Linked DNA regions of Mus musculus: region 2 is linked to region 1. The links are chromatin contacts, called in public Hi-C maps. All regions are on one chromosome and are shown on one strand. Each heading gives the region's core, a stretch centred on a gene start, on an enhancer-like site or on the middle of the called end of the contact. The rest is flanking DNA. Distances are from core to core; before and after follow the strand shown. Region 1 overlaps Ptprg (protein tyrosine phosphatase, receptor type, G). Region 2 overlaps Ptprg (protein tyrosine phosphatase, receptor type, G).

What was found. Hi-C and Micro-C count contacts between places; a contact is called where the count stands out from the background.
Region 2: a contact with region 1 is called in a Hi-C map of liver, with 2.7 times the contacts expected there. The contact joins two enhancer-like sites. A contact is called at or near these places in 6 of 484 Hi-C or Micro-C datasets (liver, nephron progenitors and pancreatic cancer cells) and 1 of 115 datasets of contacts at active chromatin or transcription factors (embryonic stem cells).

What each region holds. Positions count from the first base shown.
Region 1 is chr14:11,565,198-11,571,964 of GRCm38.p6, reverse strand. The region is part of intron 1 of Ptprg (protein tyrosine phosphatase, receptor type, G); the gene reads right to left. Among named protein-coding and RNA genes, the nearest start is that of Gm52128, 4.5 kb to the left of the region's middle. Within about 2 kb of position 2,959, at least 4 of the 459 cell types and tissues checked have an H3K27ac peak or open chromatin away from gene starts, as enhancers often do. A contact at or near this core is called in liver, where this site is marked.
Region 2 is chr14:11,754,774-11,761,540 of GRCm38.p6, reverse strand. All of the region lies in intron 2 of Ptprg (protein tyrosine phosphatase, receptor type, G), which reads right to left. Among named protein-coding and RNA genes, the nearest start is that of Gm52128, 190 kb to the right of the region's middle. Within about 2 kb of position 2,355, at least 4 of the 459 cell types and tissues checked have an H3K27ac peak or open chromatin away from gene starts, as enhancers often do. A contact at or near this core is called in liver, where this site is marked.

The sequences.
Region 1 (6,767 bases), core at 1,710-4,209:
GCACAAACATCAGGATCTCTGTCAGCTCCCACAGTGGACACAGCGTCATCAGCTCCCTTGTGCTCTTGCCAACAGGACACCCTTGCCATGACGGACTGCACCCTTGAGCTGTGAGTGAAACCCTTCCTTCCCTTAGTTGCTTTTGTCAAACATTTCAATCACTGAACCAAGAAAAGCAACTAATACAGTAGCCTACATTATTTCTCTTCAGTCCCGGAACACTTGGGGTCTGAGTCAGACCTCATTTTTAAGAAAACAACAATAACAAACATTATTCGCATTGCATTTACACATTAGAGGAAATAACCTTGACACAATTTTACATATATACAGGAGATCCTGTAGTGTGGAGACTATATGCAAATACTATACCACTTTATTTAAGAGACTTCAACATCTGTGCATTCTGATGTCCTTGTGAGTACAGGACCCAGTTCCAGTAGGTACAAGAAAAAGAGGGTCACAAGTAAGGTGGGGTGCTCAGAACACACTGTTTCAAAGACTCACTTGGGTTAGCAAGTGTTGGAAACAGAAAGCATATGTCCCATGCTTGAAGCTGAGCTACCTCCCTTGCAGTTGTTTGGATGAGAACGTTCCCCACAGGCTCGTGGGCTTTCACGGTGGGCCTCCATTGAGGCACTGTTCTGGAAGGCTATGGGACTTCATAGTAGCTGAAGGAAACCCATCACGAGGCCAGACAGGCTGGCCAGCAAACCTGGGGCTCCCTCAGGCTCCACCTCCCACAACTGAAATGACAAGTTTTTTTTTACACAGGTCGTAGGAGCTGAACACAGATCCTCATACTATGTTACACCCACTGAGCTATGTTCTCAGCCCTGCAATATAACATTTTAATGAGATATTGTATTAACGTGTATTTCATACTGAAGTCCATCTCAGACCAAGGTGTGCATTCCCAGCAGTCACATGAGATTAGTGGCCACCACACTGGGCGGAACAGCACAAGTGGACTCACAGGAAGTAATCCAAGGCCACCCGAAGGGACCTTTAGGAAGACAGCTTCAGTTAGGAAATAGACTTAGGATTGTTTGATGGCATAAAAAAATTGATGTGTGTCAAACTCCAAGAATGTGTATCCTATCTTACTGAAGGAATGCCTCACATTCCCATCTCTCCTCTCCAGTTTCCTTTCATAAAAATAACACCCACCAAAGGACCAATCAAATTCTGAGAGACAGACTACCATAAAGGTACCAATGAATGTATTCACAGTAAACACAAGATACTTCACCAGGCATAAACAGAGGAGCGGAATCCGTTAAGTCAGTCACGGTTTTAAAAGCTGCAGTCACTAAACCTGTACTTAACACTTAACTTAAATAGCTAAGAATTCAAAGAGGTGTCACTTCAGAATACAAACAGTCCTACAAGAGCCATAATCTGATGCAAAACCTCTGGGCTCTGAAGAGAAGGAAAATAGGTGAGTAATTTTAGATCCCTAAGCCTCCCTCTATCAGCCGATCTCACCAATTAGAATATGATGTAACTGCCATCAAGAGATTGGATTCTTTGTTCCCGAATAAACAAACCTGAGTCAAATATGAAACCAATGCAATTTCACGGACCAGGAAATCTTAAAAATTACCCGTGTGTGTGTGTGTGTGTGTGTGTGTGTCTGTGTGTGTGTGTGTGTGTCTGTGTGTGTGTGTGTGTCTGTGTGTGTGTGTGTGTCTGTGTGTGTGTGTGTGTCTGTCTGTGTGTGTGTGTGTGTGTATGTGTGTGTGTGTGTGTGTGTGTCTGTGTGTGTGTGTGTGTGTGTGTGTCTGTGTGTGTGTGTGTGTGTGTGTGTGTGTGTGTGGTGTGGTGTGTGTATGTGTGTATTTACAAGGGTATAAAAGCCCAATGGATATGCTTGTACTTATTCTGCTGTTTTTGAAGGTTGGGTGTGTCTTAGTATAGCCCAGGGATGGCATGAAAGTCCTCCCCTGTGCCATCTCTAAGCCCTCATTCAGGCTTCAAAAGCAAATAGTTTTATGATTGATTAGCAAAGTCTGCCACGTCTACAGAAATGAGAACCCTGAACTCAAATACCAACCCCTGGCCCCTGTGTAGAAAGAAGCCATTAGGTGCTATGTTTCTTTGAATGAGTCGTTCCCTATGCACCCTGAGGTCATGATGGGCCTATATTACTGTAGAGCTATCTCACAACATGTAAGCATCCTCTTCACATTGATAATTTCAGGGATAAACTGGCATAGTATACCAAGAGTATTAAGTAGGAAGAAAGCCTGGTCCTATAGACCTGTCCTTCACGCTGATGAAAAAACAGAGCAACTCAAGCCTTAGCAGCTGCTACCGTTGGAAGTCTCTCTGAGGTCCCATGTGTTAAAGGTTTGGTCACTCCTCCATTGCACTGTAGATGTACCCTACAGGAAGGATGGGTGCTAGGGTGGAGGAAGCATGTCCTTGAAGGGAACACCAGGACCCTGTCCCCCTTCTCTCAGCCACCACACTGTGATAGACTTGCCCCATGACATTCTACCTTCATCCCTGTCCCAAGTAACAAGCCAAGCAACCATGGACTAAAACCTATGAAGTCAATCACAAGATCGAAATACAATCTCCCCTACTGAAGGTGGCAATCAATGTCTTAGATATTTGGTCACAGCAACAGAAATCCTGACAAAATTTTGCCCAAGAGAAAGATGTCCCTACTCCCTGCTCTTCAAGGAAGGCAGAGCCAAGCCTGGAGGCATCCAGGAAGCCAGCTCCTCAGCTGCTTTGTCAGCCATGGGTCTCTGCTCTCCCTGAACTCCAGCTCACTCCCCTCTCCACAGAACTGCACAGCATTGAGAGCACACTTAGGCAAGCATTCCTGGGACTACTGACTTGGCCTGATGTGAAACACTTCGGAGATTAACGTACAGCTCTGGGCATGTCTGTAAGGACTCTGTCCTAATCAATAGATTAATCTATTGATGGATTAACAATATGATGTCATCACTGGGAGGTTGGACTAGTTGAAACACTGGGGAGACTGTGGTGTGTCAGAGTTGGCAGGGCCCCTTGCTGTATGCTCTTGCTATGTGTCTTTTGTTTTGCTTTGCTTCCTGGCTATCACGGTTTGAGCCATTCTGTTCTCCCTTACCATCTGGTTCACCATGGGCTGACTGCTCTGAAACTATGAGCCAAAATAAGTAATTTCTCCCAGAAGCTGTTTGTGATAGTTATTTGGTCACAGTGAAGAAGAACTAGTTGATACAGTAAGTCCCAAGCAACAGCTCTTATAAGCAGGGCCCTTTACAACATTCTACATACACAGCTCCTTTCTGGCCATTTGCAGCCATGTCTCACTTGATTCTTCTGAGGAATCTAGAAGGTTGAAACCCATTGTTTCCATTTGAAAGGCAAGAAAAACCAATAAAGGCGAGCCACTAGGCAAAGACAGAGAAGGATAATGCTGAACACAAGCATTTCCCTCTGCTCTCTCGGTCCCTCAGAACCCTGCTCAAAGGCCACCAAGCATGCAAGAAGCATCTCCACAGCCTCCTCCATTCATGTGGTGAGAGCACCAGTACATTACCTAGATTTTTCTAGGAATCAATTTTTCCTCCATTTTGTATCAAGAGGAAAGGCAGAAATTTCAAGACCAGCAGCTACTTCCTATCAAGTAAGAAACTTCACTAATGGAAAAGTTGAGCTTCTATAAATCACAACCTAAAGAAAGTATGTGCAGAGAGATCTCTCATGCCAACCTACCCAACTCTATTATGGTGACTAATTTCAGGGGCTTCTTACAAATTGGCCAATTGAGAAAATGAGGGACTGATGCTTATAACTCAAAGATTTTGCACACTCTCCACTAATGGCCTTTATCCACGTGTAGTAAAAGAAAATAGCTTGCTTTAGAAAAGAAAACAAGGGGGCAATACAAAATAAAACAGGGCTGGCATCTGTGCACTCTAGAAACCGTGGTCTCTGTCCACACACATCTGCTGTCATCACGATACACTGGTCAATGCAAGCCACAGCCAAGGTAGTAAACAACGTAGTCAGCTAGCACCTGAAGGAAAAATCAGCTGTGACAAGCCCTTCTCCTGGACAGCCTGCCCAAAGCCATTTCAAGACAACAGATCAACTCCATGTCTGCATTCCATCAGCTGAGGCTCAGTCTGCTACCCTCTACCGACCCCTCGTCCCTCCTCCTAAAGCAATCAGCAGAAATGACAGTGCCAAGTTCTGACGAATCCTAAAACCAAAGTCACTCTTGACACACTGACCACTAGTTAGATAGAATTTACTTCACACACACACACAAAGAATGGGAGAAAAGAGTGGGCAGCAGAACACACACCATCACATGACCCTTGACCCTGCTGCTCCAAACACAGATGCTTTGTAATCAGAATATAACTGGCTTAGACACCGTGTGGGCCAACAACAGAAGGTACAAATTCCCTCCCCCCACCTCACCTCTCTTTCTCTCCAAGTTTTCACTCCATAGAGCAGGCTGACCTAGAACTTGCAATCCTATACTCTGGACTTACAGTGTCCATCATTCCGACCAGCTAGTATTCACTCTTAAAGACGGACTTCAACCACCATGACATTTTGTTTTGTTTTGTTTTGTTTTGTTTTTGTTTTATTGGAGACAGGGTTTCTCCATGTAGCCCTGGCTGCCCTGGAACTCACTCTGTAGACCAGGCAGGCCTCGACTGCCTGCCTCTGCCTCCCAAGTGCTGGGAAAGGCATCCGCCACCACTGCCCGGCCCACCATGACATTTACCCTCAGAATTCTGTTACGAACCTTGGGTAACCTTGGGTAATGCAACTCCTAAGAAGATAAGATAAACAAACAAGAGGTCCCAGAACAGACAAAGCTACTGGAGCTCAGTAAATGGCCTTGGACCCAGTTGGAAGATACACCTCTTCTTCACCTAGTTAGTCCTCAACTACAATAGCTGCCACTCAACACTGAAGACCCAGCAGAGGGAAAGAGGGATGTGGGCTCAGGAGCATCTCAGCAGGTCCCTCCCACCTTCCATCTGTCAGTCAAAAGCTGCCACAACCTCAATACAAAGCTCAGGCTCTACATGTTGCTCTTGATTTAAGGCTGAATAGGGCACACGATGCGCAAGCAAGAGGACTGAGTTCGACACCAGCACCCATTTTGAGAGGGGAAAAAGAACTGGGAGCATGCTGTTTGGGGAAGGGTGAGGAATCACTGAAGTTCGGTGGCTGGTAGTGTCTCTCCAGATTCCATGTGAGTCTATCTCATGGGAATAAGACAGGACATCTGATGGCTTCTTCTGGCCTCCTTATGAGTACACACACACACACACACACACACACATACACACACACACACACAGCAGACACACGTGCATGCACGCACATACGCACACACCTACAATGAATAGAGAGCAAGATATGAGATTGTTACCACTAAAAAATTCACTTATTAAAATCTGGAAAAGGTAGAGATAAGTATGAAAAAATGAAGTGGCAAGCAGCCCACTAGAGCTGCATCTCTTCTGTTTATCTCTCAGTCCTTACTGCATTGACTACAAGCTTCAAAGAACCTCATCCAAGTCATCCCAGACTGAGGAAGTTGGAGGGTAGGAAAGCCACAATGGCGTTAATTTGGAAACCAAATGAAATTTTCTCAGGTCCCTGGTTTCAGCTGACCAAGCCCACATTTACTAAACTCACCAATAGAAGTCAGCACACTACTATGAGATATTCAGATAGCATGACATGTGTGAAGCAAAAAAGGGAGCAGGACGACTGTGACAGCTGAGCCTGGCTTTACATGCCAGACTGACAGGAATGAAGTCACATCAGCAGCAAGGAGCGCACACTCAAAAATACACCTGTGTGTAAGCAAGTGCACACAACCAGTCCACGCAATGCAAAACCCTACACAGCTTGAAAGAAACACTGTCCCTCCCTCGGTGAGAGGTCACCCACACCAAAGCAGCAAACACCTCAAGAGACCAGCCTAGTGTTGTAAATAACCACTGTGGGCCAGGTGTGTGCCCCATCCCTAGGGGCAGCCTCCGAGTACTGCCAGCCTGAGGGTGTTGCCAGGTAAGAATAGGGACTCCTGGTGCTTTCATCTCCCCGACTGTAATGAGTAACCCTTTCATAAGAAGCTGCTGCATGGGCAGGAACATGCAGCTTATGTGACCACCACTGTCTGCAAGGTGCCCTCAAACCTGCCAGGCAAGCTGTGGGTTCCCAGAAGATATTTATTGACTGAATCAATGTAAAATACCCCCCCCCTTTTTTTTTTAGTTTTTATTTTGTGGATTTTTTTTAACTTTTTAGTTTGTGTGTAAGGGTGTTTTGGCTACATGTACGTCTGTACACCGCATGCATGCCTGGTGCTCTCAGAGGCCAGAAGATGACATCAGAGCCTCTGGAACTGAAGTTATAGACATTGTTAGCCACCCTGTGGGTGCTATGAATCAAACCCAGGTCCTCTGGAAGAGCAGTCAGTACTCTGACCAGCCCTCTTCTGGCCTCCTCAGGCACTGCATGTGTGTGCCAAACAGACATGCATGCAGGCAAAAAACATCCGTAAAATTTAAAAGCCACCAAAAACTGTGTTGATGTGAGCAAACATAAAGCTTTTGAGCTGTATTTCAGGATCAATAAGGTTGAATGTTCAGTCAAAAGTCTAGAGCCCATGTAATCTAGAACCCATGAGGCAAAGAAGTTGGGGCATCCTGAGTTCTAAGCTAACCTTAGCTATACGGTAAGGCCTTATCTCCAAAGAAAATTTGGAGCAGGGGTATAGCTTG
Region 2 (6,767 bases), core at 1,106-3,605, 190 kb before region 1:
CTGTAGATGGTGGTTAAAATGCATAAGGGAACAAACACCCCATGTTTTAAAGACGTTTGCATATTCCTCTTGGAAGCAGCAATCTGCTGTGGTGTAAGCAAAGCATGCTATCACTGACATCTTATATTTCAATTCCCTTTCCACCAAAACAACAAAATATTGAAACAGTTAACATCTGCTCAAAGAACAATTTCAGAAGGCATAGGCGGTGTGTACACTATGGAAAAAGTCAAATTCCATGGGCAGATTTTCGAAAGCTTGACCTATTATGTCAGGAAAGGGCAGACAAAATGCCAGAGAATGTATGGAGGGGACACTGAAATCGTAAACAAACTGAGAATAATTAAATGAACAGATGGCAAGAGAAAAATATAAACAAGAATTTCAAAAATAATAGTAATGCTAGCACTACCTATAAAAATACACCCAAACAGAAGCCATGGAGCTAATCATGAAAATTCTATTCTGATTTTTAAGAAAGAATGAGGAGTGGGGGATAAATGGTGGGAGACTCGGAACTGAGATGATATATTAATGCAAAATAATCTGCAGAAAAGAGACAGTTGACTAACTCACAAAAATGAACCTGCAGCATAGACGAGACACTCCAGATTTGCGACATTACCCGCCCTGAGCCTGTCACCTCCTCCCCAGTACAATCAGCTTATTCCAACACAGTATCTGGTAGAAATAACTGTAACATGCCTGGGAAAAATATCAGATTAGCTGAAGAATCAAAAAGATGTTTGTTTATGTATGGCAGGGAGAAGCAGAACAGATGATGTTCTCGGCTGCTTTGCCACATCCTAGCCAAACTTGGGATCGCAGTCCTTTGCGCTGAGAGGAAAGGAGTGAGGGGTGGCTATGCAGACATCTGTGGACCACATCCAGGAAGATGCATTGAAGACACCAGTCATCCATAAAGGAAGGCTTGATGCTGGTAAGAGTAGCTTACCCGTTTTGTTCTGAGTTTGCCTTATGGTTTTGTTTGTTTGTTATCACTAGTGAACTGGAGAGATAGATGACCTCATCAGTAAAATACTCACTCTGCAATCATGAAAGATTTTTAGCATTCATCTTTTTTAAGGCAGTATACGGGGCATGCACCTATAATGCTGTGCTGGGAGGGCCCCACAAGCAGATCCCTGAAGTTCAATGGCCAGTCAACCTAGCCAATCAGTGAATTTTAGACTCCTGTCTCTCCCAGGAACTTGCTCTTAATTCTAGTACTAAAAAGGGAGAGACAGGTGAATCTCTATTACTCTGTAACTACTAGGGGCTACACGGTTAAACCTTGTATCAAATTAAAGTAAAAAGACAAACAGAACTGGGGAAATACCTCAGTATTTAAGAGCACTAGCCTCTATTCCCAAGGACCTAGGTTCAACTCCCAGCTCAAAACATGGCAGCTCACAACCATCTGGAACCCTAGTTATAGGAAACCTGATACCTCTTCTGGCCGAGGCGGGTATTAGGCACTCAAGTGCTATGCACACATACATGGCTAAACACTCATATGAATAAAATAGTTTTTAAAAAATAATAAAACTACAAAAAAAGGAGAAAAATTTAAAACCCAACCCTGACCTCTGGCCTACCAACACACACACAGAGCACACTATCAATCAATCAATCAATCAAACAAACAAACAAACAAACAATGATGCCAGCTTGGTATGCTGGCACACAGCTGCTTTCTCAGAACTGAAGAAGTGGAGGCAGAAGGACCTGGAGTTACAGATGAGCCTTGGCCCATGGCAAACCACTATTTCAAAAAACCAAAGCAATAAACCAAAAATCATGTTGTGCCCACTTTATCAGCTTCTCAACCCTTCCTGAAATTTCAATCCCAAAATTCTGAATTCCGAGATCAATAGGAAGACATTGTAGGAAGGCTCAAGACAGAATAAAGCTGGAGGCTCAGTGTCCAGACATTCACAAGAGCCCACACTTTGGTGACCCTCTACCAGCTGTAAAAACACAAGATCCTCTTGGCTCCCTGCCTGCCCAGATTCAATGGTCTGACATCAGAAAACCCTATGCAATAGGACTTGAGTTCTGAGCACTGAGGAACCACAGGATATCTAGAACTCAGCTCCACTCACTATAAACAAATATACATGACTAGGTGCTTCTCTGCCTTCCACTTCCCTCAAAGGATGGTAAAACATTAACAAAACCAAAATTGAGATGAGAGTCAAATAAACTGATGAATAAATAAGCCTCTGAAAGCAACCGTGAACCTCAAACAATCCCCAATTAACACTGACGGTATAGTTTCCAGGACAGTCAGTAAGTATTACAAACATGACACATGACGTTATTACATGTGTAGCAAGCCTGGACCTGTTACCGCCAACCTTGGGCTCAAACAGGTAATCTCAGGAATAAGATCATCTTTGTCCCCAAAGTCACTTGGTGACACTAAATCAAAGGCTCGAATAACAGATGTCTAGGAGTTCATCTCTGCATGAGGAAATAATTTCCCAGTCTCTGTGGGAGCAAGCCTGAATTACAAATCTAGGCTACAACATATTCTAAATACCCCAGGCAAATGTTGTCTTTGTTTTTCCTGCCCACTGAGAAATTATGGCTTCTGCCTTCTCCAAACTATCCTCACAGATCGAGATCTAACAGCTCAGGATCAATTACAGAGAAATATAAGAAGATGCCAAGTCAAATAAAAAATTACAACATACTTCACTCCTGTTTCATTAATAATTTAGCAATATCACAATTATTGATTAGACAGTTGTTATTTGAAATGGATAGCCAATGTCTTATCTTGACAGAGTATGAGGGAGAATAAAAGAGATGTTGATTTGTAATTCATTATAACCAAGAATTTCCTTGCAAATATGCAACAGATCAAAAAAAATCAGATTTTGCACATACTTCATCTAATTGACACTCAGACAGTTATCAACAAGTCAATCACAGCCACATGGCAGAGACAAACAGCTTACTCAGACATACGTTGCTACATAAAATAATTAAACCATGATGCGAATGACTGAATTTTAGAGAGAGAAGAAAATCCAGAAGCCAAAGAGATTCAGAGATGAGAGAGACTCTGAGACAGGTTTTAGCACACAAAGCCTCTGCTCTGGTTCGTCATTGTGTGACTGGGCAACCAGGCGGGCCCTCACCACATTACAGATGAACTCAGGCAAAAGAGGAACTCACAGAGAGGTCACGTTATCCATGAAGGTCCCTAAAGCACCAGTATAACTTTGTTCTCCTGGCTCTTATCTAACTCTACAACCTCTAGAAAATTTGATATGGAGGGTCTTGGTAAAACAGCACACCGAGTTTCATCATTGAGCTTGATTCTCATCCTAATGACTAGTATAAAATGCCTTTTATCCAAGTCTGTGATCAATAGGGAGCGGGTAGTTTGAAGACATGATGGCTCTGGGATGAACCATCTGTTGGCGGAGAGGATAACTTACGGGCTCATCACCCAACAGCATGCCCCACGATAACAGGAGACAAGGACTTTCTTAACAGAAGAACCATCTCAGGGTTCCCACGGTTTAGGTATGGGCTGCAGCTGCCCTCAGTGGTCTTCTCTATTTTCCATGTCAAACAGGGCTAGAGGGTCACACAGTCACCCTCAATGAGTACAGGTAGGAAATATTAGTTCTGTACACTAAGGCAGACACCATCCATCAAACACATATTAAACACAGAACAGAAGACTCATAGCCATGCTGCCTGTATTTCCCCAGATTAGTAGACTAGGTGTCGAGCATTATTTTTATTTCACCTGACCTGTGATAAGCTAATCAACTAACAACCACATCATTTGAGATGGGGCATCCAAAGTCACTGTTATCTGCAAGCAAATGCCTATTACCAAAATCTAACATTTATAATTCCTGACCTCTGCACATTTAAAATACAGGCACCGTCTTCAGTGTCCAGCAACAGTGTATGTTTAACAACTGCAGCAATTACAGTCTGTGTGCTTGCTCATACATGTCTACCCAGCCAAGAGGAGGTTATATGAGAACAGGGAGGGCATCTTAATCATCTATGCGTTATATATCACTCACTCAAGAAATAATTCATCATAAACACACTATGGATGCAGTAGAGAAAAGCAGTCCCAAACCACTAGGTGTACGTAAAATTACAACGAATGGCAGTGGTGAGTCCCAAAGTGAGCACATGCTAGGCCAGATGAGAGAGAATGTTAGAGAGAAGAGCCTCCACCTAAAGAAGATGTGAGCAAACTCGGGACCTGGGTTCAAGTGCAACACTCCTCTGTATTTGTCCATACAGCCTTATGAAAACGCAGTCAAGAAGAAGTGTTTAAATGTATATCTGGCTGCCTTTGCAAGGCAGAGCAGAATGAAAGCAACAAATACCATCTGGCTCACGCTGTCAGAAACATTTCCCACCTCACTCTTCAAGCCAAACCTCTGCAACTCTTGTTCTCAAATAAACTCACTGGGATTCCAGGGATCTGTGACCTTGCAATGATGTCAGACTTGGGTTGCTAAGTTTGATATTTAGCAATTTAACAAAGGGCCAGTAGCAATGCTAAGCAATGTCACCATCTGACACCCCTCATCTTGTGGATGGTGCTAGTTTCTCAAGGGGTAACAGACATACATAAAAACTAGTACGTCTTGTAGATGTTAATAAAATGCTACCAGACTGCCGATCACAAATTATAAATTGTGCTATCTCAATGTAATTAGTTTTCTCTGTAGTTCTCTGTGCTCTGGTTGATAAGAGTTACAAATAATTCTTTTCAACCTAGTAGTAATCCTGGGGACCAAAACTCTGTTCTCAAAAATAAGAGTAAGCTCTTGTTTTGTTAATTAGAAGGCTCCAAGAGTCACACTGGTGTGGAAACATATGAACTATTTGAATGCATCACTAGTGCTCTGGGGCAGAAGTGGTCCAATACATGGCCAATCCTGAGGAAGCAACAAGAGGCAGAAGATTCTAGCAACTGGAGACTTTGAAGACTTTCTTTTGACATTTCAAACCTATAAGTTGGTAGTTATTTCTCTATCAGGCTCCATCATCAGAAGTAAAGTACGGGAGAGGAGTCAGAACCCTGGGAGAACAGGTGGCGTGGCCCAACCGCAACACTTTCAACAGAATTCTCCCGATGGCAAGGAGTGTCATGGAAGCCATCATAGCCACAAATGCCTAGCTAAGAAGGTAATTCTTGCCATCAAGCAGAACATAAGGTCAATAAACCAGCCTTACAAGAAGTCTGTAAGGACACATTGACTTTAACAACTCCACAGAAACCACTCTGGTAGAATGGTTGGGTATTAATTAATGGTTGGGTAGAATATTGGGTATTAAGGTCCAGAACATGCAAATAGACATTGTGGTGTTCAGAGTCAATGACCAACATTTCCAAAGGTTCCAGAAGGGCTTGATCACAAGCAGACCACAGCCAGCATCATCTCTCCATGCCTGTCTCAAGTTATTCAGAGCCTCTTGGCTTAGGGGAAAACAGAAACAGAAAGGAGATATTTGTAATCTTAGCGTTTCACACACACACACACACACAACCCACCCACTGGAAAGGGGCACAGGCGTGTTTTCCAACAGAGGCTGTGGTTTACTACAGCTGCCTGAGAGCCACTCAGGAGCAGCAGACAAGAAAGTGACAATGTGAATTCCCTAATTCCTGCTATGGGGTCTTTAATGTTCCTGGAATTGGTCCAAAGTAATTTCCTTTAACTTAAACCATCAGAAGAAAATACAAAAGAACATTCAAGGTCACTAAAAATCATCACTATAATTCATTTGCTTCTCTTCCTCCCCCCTCCCCGCCTCTACCCCCGACCCTGCCACACAGACCCTAGTAAGAGCATTTGCCTGAAGAGCACTGGCTAGCCAAAACCTGATGGTTAAGAGCACTGGCTAGCCAGAACCTGATGGTTAAGAGCACTGGCTAGCCGGCTTTTTTCTTCTTGGAGGTCAGTGTGTAGTTTTCTCAGGAAAACCACAAGTCAGGGACAGTGAAGGTGATAATTAGGGAATTCCAAAATCTTCTCCTCCCCCCATCTTTTAAGTTCAGTCATATGAGGACAGGTTCTGTTCCCAGAGGGGCATTTCAAAGGCGCAGTGGGAATTTTCCTTCATTTTAGCATATTCTAAATCTGTATGATCTAATCAGAGAGTAATTATTTTAAAATATAAAGCTCCAAAACCTGATAGACACATGTCACTTCTGATTTTAAAAAAAAAGAGAGAGAGAAATAGAAGGACCATACAAGCAAATGTAGCCAACCGCTCCCCCGACCCCAAAATAAAAAATTGCTATACTTGCATGTTCTTGACACAACCTAACACATACATCAAGCTTTGGAAGGGACCGGCTTCCTCTTTTCTGAACTCTTCGAAATCTTGACTCTTCAATTACTCTTACATCTGTACAGTAATTGTAATAACCAAAACTCTTTAGAACTAAAAGCACTGAACTGGGAGAGCTGAAAAACATCTGAGATGGCTCGTGAGGCCCAAGCACTACATCCACCAAGAGTCCACGCCCAGGCTATAGTCTCTGCTCTCTTCTCAGACAGCAAAATGAACTCTGCATGCTCAAAGGAAATGCCAGTTGCCCAAATGCAAATCCTCCTCTTTTCCCAGGCTGAACATCCGCTTCGAAGAGCCCATCTTACACCACCCACTTCACACCCCTGCAGATTACAGGGAGGACATTTTTTAATTCCATAGAGAATGGTAAGGAAATGCCAAAGACATACAAGACTTTAAGAGAGCCTACACTG